2 separate regions of the Ovis aries genome follow, and region 2 is linked to region 1. A link is a contact called in public Hi-C data. All regions are on one chromosome and are shown on one strand. Each heading gives the region's core, a stretch centred on a gene start, on an enhancer-like site or on the middle of the called end of the contact. The rest is flanking DNA. Distances are from core to core; before and after follow the strand shown.

Region 1 (4,198 bases), core at 816-3,315:
AGCACAGACCCCCGGGGTAGCTGCTGCTGTCAGGCCCAGAGGCCTTAACAACACTAATGCCACAGGAGGGCATCCACCCAAAGCACGGACGTTTGTTGTTGTTCTTGTTGTTATTGTTCAGTCGCTCAGTTGTGTCTGACTCTTTGTGACCCCATAGACTGCAACATGCCAGGCTCCCTTGTCCTTCACCATCTCCCGGAGCTTGTCTGTCAAGCTGGTGATGCCATCCAACCATCTCATCCTCTGCCGTCCCCTTCTCTTCCTGCCTTCAATCTTTCCAATGAATCTGCTCTTCACATCAGGTGGCCAAAGTATTGGAGTTTCAGCATCAGTCCTTCCAATGAATATTCAGGGTTGATTTCCTTTAGGATGGACTGGTTGGATCTCCTAGCAGTCCAAGGGACTCAAGAGTCTTCTCCAACACCACAGTTCAAAAGCATCAATTCTTGAACATTCAGCCCTCTTTATAGTCCAACTCTCACATCCATACATGACTCCTGGAAAAAAACATAGCTTTGTCAGCAAAATAACGTCCTTTTAGATGCCAAGCCCACAGACTGAGTTATTCTCCAAAAACAATTTCTATTCTATGCAGACCCGCCCGGCTGATAAGCATTTGGGTGTTCACCAATAACCTTTGTTCCCGAAGGGCATTGAGTTATGCCTTTCCTTCTGTCTCTGACCATTTCCCTTATGGTCTAGGGACCAAGTCCAAATTCCACCAGAGGACAGACAAGGCCACCATGACCTGGTGTTTTGCCAACATCCTCAGCCTTATCACTACCCTCTGGCCTTGTAGTTCTTATTATGATTACAAGATGCACCTCAGCAATGGCCATCAGGGAACTTAGGGAAAACAAAAACCAACAAGGTTTTTGGCTGATGAGTTCTGGAGGTAAATGGCATGCCCAGGGCCACACAGGGAGGTGGGGGGCATGCACAGACCGGGGGTTCTGCCTTTACTGGGGCCAGGGTTGGTGGTGAGGGGTGGGGGCTAGTGTTTTGCAAGGTCACTCCTCATTGGCAAATCTGAAACAAAAGAGAGGGAATTAAAGCAAGCGTAGGTTGGGAAAGCAAGGGCACTCAGAAAGGTCAGTTATCTAGATCACCCAGACTTTCTAGAAAGAGGAACTTCATGGGTGGGGCCACGTGACTCTAGTTGTGTATCTGTGGCAGTGTGTTTACAATATAGATGTCTAAACAATTAAAAGCTTAATGTCAGTCACTTACATTGCTATCAAAAGAGCTAATTGTCAGGCATTTACATCTACCCAGGTAAAATAAAGAATCCGCCTGCCAATGCGGAAGATGCAAGAGATGCAGGTTCAGTCCCTAGGTCGGGAAGGTCCCCTGGAGAATGGAATGGCAACCCACTCCAGTATTCGCGCCTGGAAAATCCCAAAGACGGAAGAGACTGGAGGGCTACAGTCTGTGGGGTCGTAAAGAGTGGGACACGACTGGGCGACTAAACACGGTACACAGTACCACGGCTATAGATACAGATAGAGATACAGATGCTTCCTATGTTCTCATTACCCTAAATAGCATTCATACTAAATGAAGTAGCTTTATTGTCTCCAGGACTTGGAATATGTGATGTTTATCTGCTCTGCCCTCCACCTAGAATGCCCTTTTTTTATCTTCCTGCTTCAATCATCTTCCCTTCAAAACTCAATTCAAGCACCACTTCTGGGAATCTCTCCTCCCTGCGTCCTGTACATTCCCCCAAACATCCCGTGTGTGTGTGGACCCGTGTGTGTGTGGACCCGTGTGTGCGTGTCTGACTTTCATCCTGCTGACTCCACTCATTATGGTGCCTGGCCCGTGTGTGCGTCTGTTTTCCCTGTTGGCCCAGGAGCTCAATGAGGAACAGGAATGTGTGATTCATCCTTCGCAGGGACTTCTTGAGAAGTCAGCTGGGCCAAATGCAGCTCTGCATCTCCAGGGCCAAGCATGAGCAGCTGAAAGCGGGCACGGTTTGTCCACTTGTCTCAGCCACACAGAGTCAGCCCTGGCTGTTGGTTTGATCAACATGATGTCCAGCTCACTGACCTCTCTGCTGAGCTGGACACAGGCCTGCTCCCCCCTGGGGATCATTTCTTTCTCCTTGGACACCCTCTGGGGCTCACTCAGCCTGCCACACTTGCTCCACCTCCTGCTTTTGGAGAACTGGAGATGGGGGAATCCCACGTCTAGAGGCTCTGGCTGTTTAATGTTGGGACTGTCCACCATCTCTGTTGTTCACAGCTCAGCCTGCCTGCCTTCAGAACACCTGCTATTTATAGATGTACATGCTCAGCCTAAATTAAGCAAGCACGCCTTGCCAGGATACCACAGCACACCACAGCCCTTTCAGATTTAGATCATGAGAAAGAGGAAGAAGGACATGGGAGGGACCCAGAGCCAGCCTGTCTGAAATGCACTTGGCCAAAATATCCCATGCACTGTGCAGGGAAGAGGCACACCGCCTTGTGGCTCAATGGCCTTCTCATAAACACTTTGTCACAGGCACTAAAAATATCCCCAGTGCCGGGGATTGGCTGTCAGAAAAGGACAAGGACTGAAGGGAAGGTCTCTGGGACAGGGAGGTGGGTAGATGTTTGGAATTGGTTCCCTGTACTTTGAAATCTCAGCAGGTAGACAGTCACTTAACTGAAACCTCCTTGAGGGCAGGGGCCATCTCCTTCCCCATTGAGCCCCCAGTATCCAGGTCAAGGAGGGGTTACTCGATGAGTGTTTCTGGAGTTGTCCTGGACGGCTGTCACCCTGTACAGCTGTGTAATGACCCGCCAGGTGGCAGTACCACTGACTCAGTCATCTCCATGGCAGCATATTTCTGTATGAAGTATGTTAGTGTATGTCGCCATCATCATCATCACTGTAGACAACACTGCACGGAACATCTAGTGGCTTTAGCATTTTATTTCTTTTGGACTGCGTCCTTGGGCTAAGTTCCCAGGACAGAGATCCTGAGAATGTTTGCTCCTGTCACGTATTATCAGTTGTGACTTTGTCGTGGAAGAAAGGGAGGAAGATAGACCAGGGGACGGGAGCTGGAAAACAATTCCCACTGAACTGGGAGCGGGACCCATGCAAAGGCTGGCGGCGGCAACAGTTAAGAGCTTGTGAGGGCGAGTGGGCCTGCTGCTCTCAACCGGGTCCAGTGTCCCTCCCCCCATGCACACGCACAAATAGACACTGTCACACACGCCTCGGAGAAGGCAATGGCACCCCACTCCAGCACTCTTGCCTGGAAAATCCCATGGACGGAGGAGCCTGGTGGGCCGCAGTCCATGGGGTCGCTAAGAGTCAGACACGACTGAGCGACTTCACTTTCACTTTTCACTTTCATGCATTGGAGAAGGAAATGGCAACCCACTCCTGTGTTCTTTCCTGGAGAATCCCAGGGACGGGGGAGCCTGGTGGGCTGCCGTCTATGGGGTCGCACAGAGTTGGACACGACTGAAGCGACTTAGCAGCAGTAGCAGCACACACTCCTACACATAGGAAGAGGCATGTTGCTGTCACAGCAGCTGGAGGGGAGGGTCTTCTGATGTTCTATAAGTAGGGCCCCGGGATTCTGTGCATCCTGCTACATGGCCAGTCCTGAGCTGGGCAGGAAATGCCAAGATGTGCTCTTCAAAAACCCCGAGGGGCAGTTGGTAGCATAGCAGCTGTTCTTAAACCGTTGGTTTTGAAGGCCTCTTTACAGGGTCTTAAATGTTACTGATGGTCTCAAATAGCTTTTGTGTCTTCTGTCTTTTAAGGAGACATTCTTTACATATTTATTGCTTTATTTAAAATTGGCAATAATAGGTCTATCGCCTGATAATATAAGTGTAATGAAAAACAGCTGCTTTCCCAAATGAAACAGAAATTTAGTGAGAAAAGTAGCATCGTCTTACTAATCTCCATGTCTGGCTCAGAGGAAAGCAGCTGGGCTCTCAGTCTGCTGTCGCCTCGGTCCGTGCTGGAATCCCACGCTGCCTGTCTCTGGGGAACAGAGGCAACAGTCAGTTCCTGAGAGAGTGAGAATGAAAAAGCGAGTGGTGTCTTGCCGTGAAAATGGCTTTGCCCTCATGGACACCCTGGAAGGGGCTCATTGACACCCTGGCGGCCCTGGGACATGATTGACGGAGCACAAGTGCATGGTTAAGAGCTTGGCTTTTCAAGCAGACTGCTGAGAGGGGAGGGGAGG
Region 2 (4,198 bases), core at 790-3,289, 53 kb after region 1:
GAGCCTCGGGAGGAGCCAGGTCACCAGCCCCGAGGAGCTCGGAGTCCAGCCTGGCTGACTTGCGTCCCGCGTCCTCTGCCCACAGAAGCTCCAGCGGGAGAAGCAGCCTAATAACCTGAACGACACCATCAAGGAGCTGTTCCAGGTGGTGCCCGGGGACGTGGACCCCCTGCTGGAGAAGGGCTCCGTGGGCTGCCGGCGCTGCGCCGTCGTGGGCAACTCGGGCAACCTGAGGGAGTCCTGGTACGGGCCTCAGATAGACAGTCACGACTTTGTGCTCAGGTGAGTGCGGGCCCTCGCCCCCTGGCCCACCCCGCCGCCCCCACCTGGGCCCCTGGAGCTGCAGCAGGCGTCATGGCTCAGGGTCAGGAGGTCAGGACTCCAGTCGGGGAGTCCAGACTTCCCCAGGGCCTCAGTTTCCCCATGTGCATTGCAGGATGGGGATGAATCAGCAAGGCCTCTCTGAACCCAGAGAGAAGCACCCAGTGGGCAGGAACTCGGCCTGGAGCGGCCTGGCTGGAGGCCTAGACTAACGAGATTCTTGTTTCATCTTTGCAGTCCGTCCCTGCTTGGCCATCCAGGCCATAATGTAACCTATGCTTCTAATGCAAACATAGGTTTCCCTGTCTCCAAGTAAAATGAATGTTCCAGGAAGATGCCAACCTCTCTCCTGGGTTTCTCGTCACCCCAACACCAGGCGCCAGACCCGGGGCACCAGTGCCCAGCATGAGAAACTCAGGCAGCCATCCTCAGACCCCTTCTAGAACTGTCCCCCATGTCTGTGGACTCTGACTTTATGTCTTTAGACCACTCACCTGGCCTCGGGGAGCCTCAGTGTACTGGTGTCCAGTGGGAATGTCTGTGGTGAGGGGGAGAGAGTCAGATTTAGGGTTGACAGGCCCTGAGTTCAAGGCCGCCACTGGGTAGCTCTTATGTTCTGGGATAAATTCTTTATGCTCAGATTAGTTTGGCCATAAAATTAGGACCATAAAATACATATACCAGTTATCGTTAAAGGTCAATGAGGTACATCGCTGCACCGGGACAGAGTCAGCTGTTGGTGGTGGGGATGGTTAGGCTCACCTGAGATCATCCGTGAGAAAAAAGTAGCTAAAGCATCTGACCTATGCCCTCCCTGTGCCCATTCTACAGATGAGGAAGGTGAGACACAGCACAGCCTCTCTGAGCTAAAGCTGACCCTCTAAGTCACCTTTGATGGTGACATGATACCTGTCATCTCTCCCCTCTCCCCCCAGGATGAACAAGGCCCCCACTGCAGGGTTTGAGGCCGACGTCGGGAGGAAGACCACCCACCACCTCGTGTACCCGGAGAGCTTCAGGGAGCTGGCAGAGAACGTCAGCATGGTCCTGGTCCCCTTCAAGACTGTCGATCTGGAGTGGGTAATCAGTGCCACCACCACGGGCACCATCTCCCAGTAAGTCCCCTTGAGGCGTCTGCACGGCGGAGGGGGTCACTGCTCCTCCTTGCTGAGTGAGGGCCTCTGAGCCCCCTGCCGTGGTGGGGGCTCCACCCGCTACAGCCACACTCGTGCTGTCCTGCCTCCCGAGACAGGCTCTCCTAGACAGCAGAGCCCCGCTCCCAGGCTGCCTCCGGCTCTTCCCGTACCCCTCCTCCCATCACCCCGATGCCCCGAGCTCTGGCCTTCCTCCTGCTCATGACTCCCCAGCCACAACACAATAGACCTCTCGGGTTTGCTTCCCCAAAGTGAAAAGTGAAAGTGTTAGTTGCTCAGTCGTGTCCTACTCTCGGCGACCCCGTGGTCTGTAACCCGCCAGGCTCCTCTGTCCAGGGGATTCTCCAGGCAAGAAGACTGGAGTGGGTTGCCCTTGCTTCCCCAATCACCCTGCGAGTCCCCCAGGAGGTGGACCCTGCTGAGCTTTCTCATCTCTGTGCTGCTCCCCTATTATGACAGCACCCCCTCCCCCCGCCTCTCACACTGTCAAAGCGGCTGCTAGGCAGACTGGGTGAGGAGCATGTAGGCTCTGGTGTGAGTCACAGGTCCTGCCTGGACCATCGGCGAGTTAGTTCACATCTGATTTGTTCCGGCCGCTTGGCACGTGTCTCGCTGAGCTCACACTAGTCCTCATGACCTCTGTCCTCCAGGGAGACCTGGAGGCTTGGCCAGGCTCGCACTTGGTCCCATTCCTGCCTAAAAGAAAAGGGGCTTAGTGCCGAGATGGCTGAGAGCCTCCCTATCTGAGGCCTGGTTAGGAAACCCGAGGGATTCGGGGTGCAGGGCAGTGAGGGAAGCTGGCTTGGCCAGAGGAGGGGCTGTATCAGCTAGGGCTCAGCTTGGCCTCCGCAGAAGGGTCTCAAGTTAGCCACGATCGCCCTCTGGTGTCCATAATGGGCTACTGCAGGAGGTGGAGCCCCTTGGTGGAAGAGTGCTTCTCCCCGTGGCCCGCCCGCCTCTCCCCGTGGCCCCCCGCCTCTCCCGGTGGCCCGCCCGCCCCTCCCCGTGGTCCACCTGCATCTCCAGCCCTCTCCTCCCCAGCCGATGCCCAGGCAGCTGACCCTCTCCCCATGCTAAGCACCTGCCTTTTCCTCCTGCAGTACCTACGTTCCTGTCCCCGCCAAGATCAAAGTGAAAAAGAATAAGGTGAGTCAAAGCACAGGTGCCTTGCCCTCTAGCTCAGCCTCGCTTTCAAGGGTCCGCCTGATGACAGAGAGAGCCATCTCCCCACTCTGCCCGCATCTGGCTGCAGAGAGCCCCTGGGCCCCCAGGGTTGGCGGCAGTGGGTGGGCCCCCACTTAGAGAGCAGAGAGAGGAGCCCTGGAAAGTTTCCCTTAAACCTGGACCCTGGACCAGCCCTTGTCACCAGTGCAGATCCTTGGGCTGCCCCAGATCCGCTGAATCAGAAGCTCTGGGTTTTTACAAGCCCCCCAAGGATGCTGACGCTGTTTGAGAGCCACTGCCCTATGGTGTGAGCATCTCAAAGCCAGTCCTCACCTCCTGTCTCTGTATCGCTGTGTTCCCCAGTAGGCCCTGGTGTGGGGTTGGGTAAAATGTGGGCAAAGGGCAAAGGGATGGTGGAAGTGAAGTGTTGCGTGGAGATGAAGAGATAGGTTCAGAGAGGCCAGGCAACTTGCCCAGAGACACACAGCTTGTTCACTGATGCTGTGTGCCGATGTCCTCCCGGGGGTGGCTATGTGACGTTGAGCATGTTACTTATTGTCTCTGAGCCTCGATTTCCCCACCTGTGACACAGGAGAGGGACAGCTGGCATGTGAGGTCATTCTAGGGGCTGAAGGTCATTCAGGCCCATGCCAGGCCAGACAGGTGGCTTGGTGTCTTCCTGCAGGGTGCCAGCAGTGTCCTTGTCCCAGGCCCATGCTGCTCCCTTGGAACCTTCTCCTGCAGCCTCATGTCCTGCTCCTGGCCTCCTTGACTGTTGTTCAGATGCCGCCTTCTCACCCATTCCTTCCTCACCTTTCTCTGCTTTCTTTCTCTCTGTGGTCTCATCCTCTATTCCAGCATCCTCTGTGCATCCGTGATTTAGGTTCAGTTCAGCTCAGTCACTCAGTCGTGTGAGTGTGAGTCCTCTGCGACCCCCATGGACTGTAGCACTCCAGGCTTCCCTGTCCATCACCAACTCCCCAAGCTTGCTCAAACTCATGTCTATTGAGTTGGTGATGCCATCCAACCATCTCATCTTCCGTCATCCCCTTCTCCTCCTGCCTTCAGTCTTTCCCAGCATCCAGGTCTTTTCCAGTGAGTCAGTGCTTTGCATCAGGTGGCCAAAGTATTAGAGCTTCAGCTGATTTCCTCTAGGATGGACTGGTTTGATCTCTTTGCAGTCCAAGGGACTCTCAAGAGTCTTCTCCAACACAGTTCGAGTTCAAAAGCATTAATTCTTCGGCGCTTAGCTTTCTTTATGGTCCAACTCTTATATCTATACGTGACTAATGGAAAAAACATAGCTTTGACTATACGGACCTTTGTTGGCAAAGTAATGTCTCTGTTTTATAAAATGTGGTCTAGGTTTGTCATAGCTTTTATTCCAAGGAGCAAGTATCTTTTAATTTCATGCCTGCAGTCACCATCTGCAGTGACTTTGGAACCCCTCAAAAATAAAGCCTGTAATTGTTTCCATTGTTTCCCTATCTTTTTGCCATGAAGTGATGGGACCGGATGCCATGATCTTGGTTTTTTGAATGTTGAGTTTTAAGGCAGCT

Evidence for each region. A called contact is a pair of places that touch in the nucleus more often than the background predicts.
Region 2: a Hi-C map of mesenteric adipose tissue shows a contact between it and region 1, with 2.5 times the contacts expected there. The contact joins two enhancer-like sites. A contact is called at or near these places in 4 of 16 Hi-C or Micro-C datasets (hypothalamus, mesenteric adipose tissue, omental adipose tissue and 1 more).

The regions. Positions count from the first base shown.
Region 1 is chr9:20,985,021-20,989,218 of ARS-UI_Ramb_v3.0, forward strand. All of the region lies in intron 2 of ST3GAL1 (ST3 beta-galactoside alpha-2,3-sialyltransferase 1), which reads left to right. Among named protein-coding and RNA genes, the nearest start is that of ST3GAL1, 27 kb to the left of the region's middle. Within about 2 kb of position 2,066, at least 25 of the 54 cell types and tissues checked have an H3K27ac peak or open chromatin away from gene starts, as enhancers often do.
Region 2 is chr9:21,038,447-21,042,644 of ARS-UI_Ramb_v3.0, forward strand. ST3GAL1 (ST3 beta-galactoside alpha-2,3-sialyltransferase 1) reads left to right here. Exons shown (of 9, transcript XM_060419995.1): 5 at 86-282; 6 at 1,257-1,436; 7 at 2,576-2,621. Among named protein-coding and RNA genes, the nearest start is that of ST3GAL1, 80 kb to the left of the region's middle. Within about 2 kb of position 2,040, at least 21 of the 54 cell types and tissues checked have an H3K27ac peak or open chromatin away from gene starts, as enhancers often do.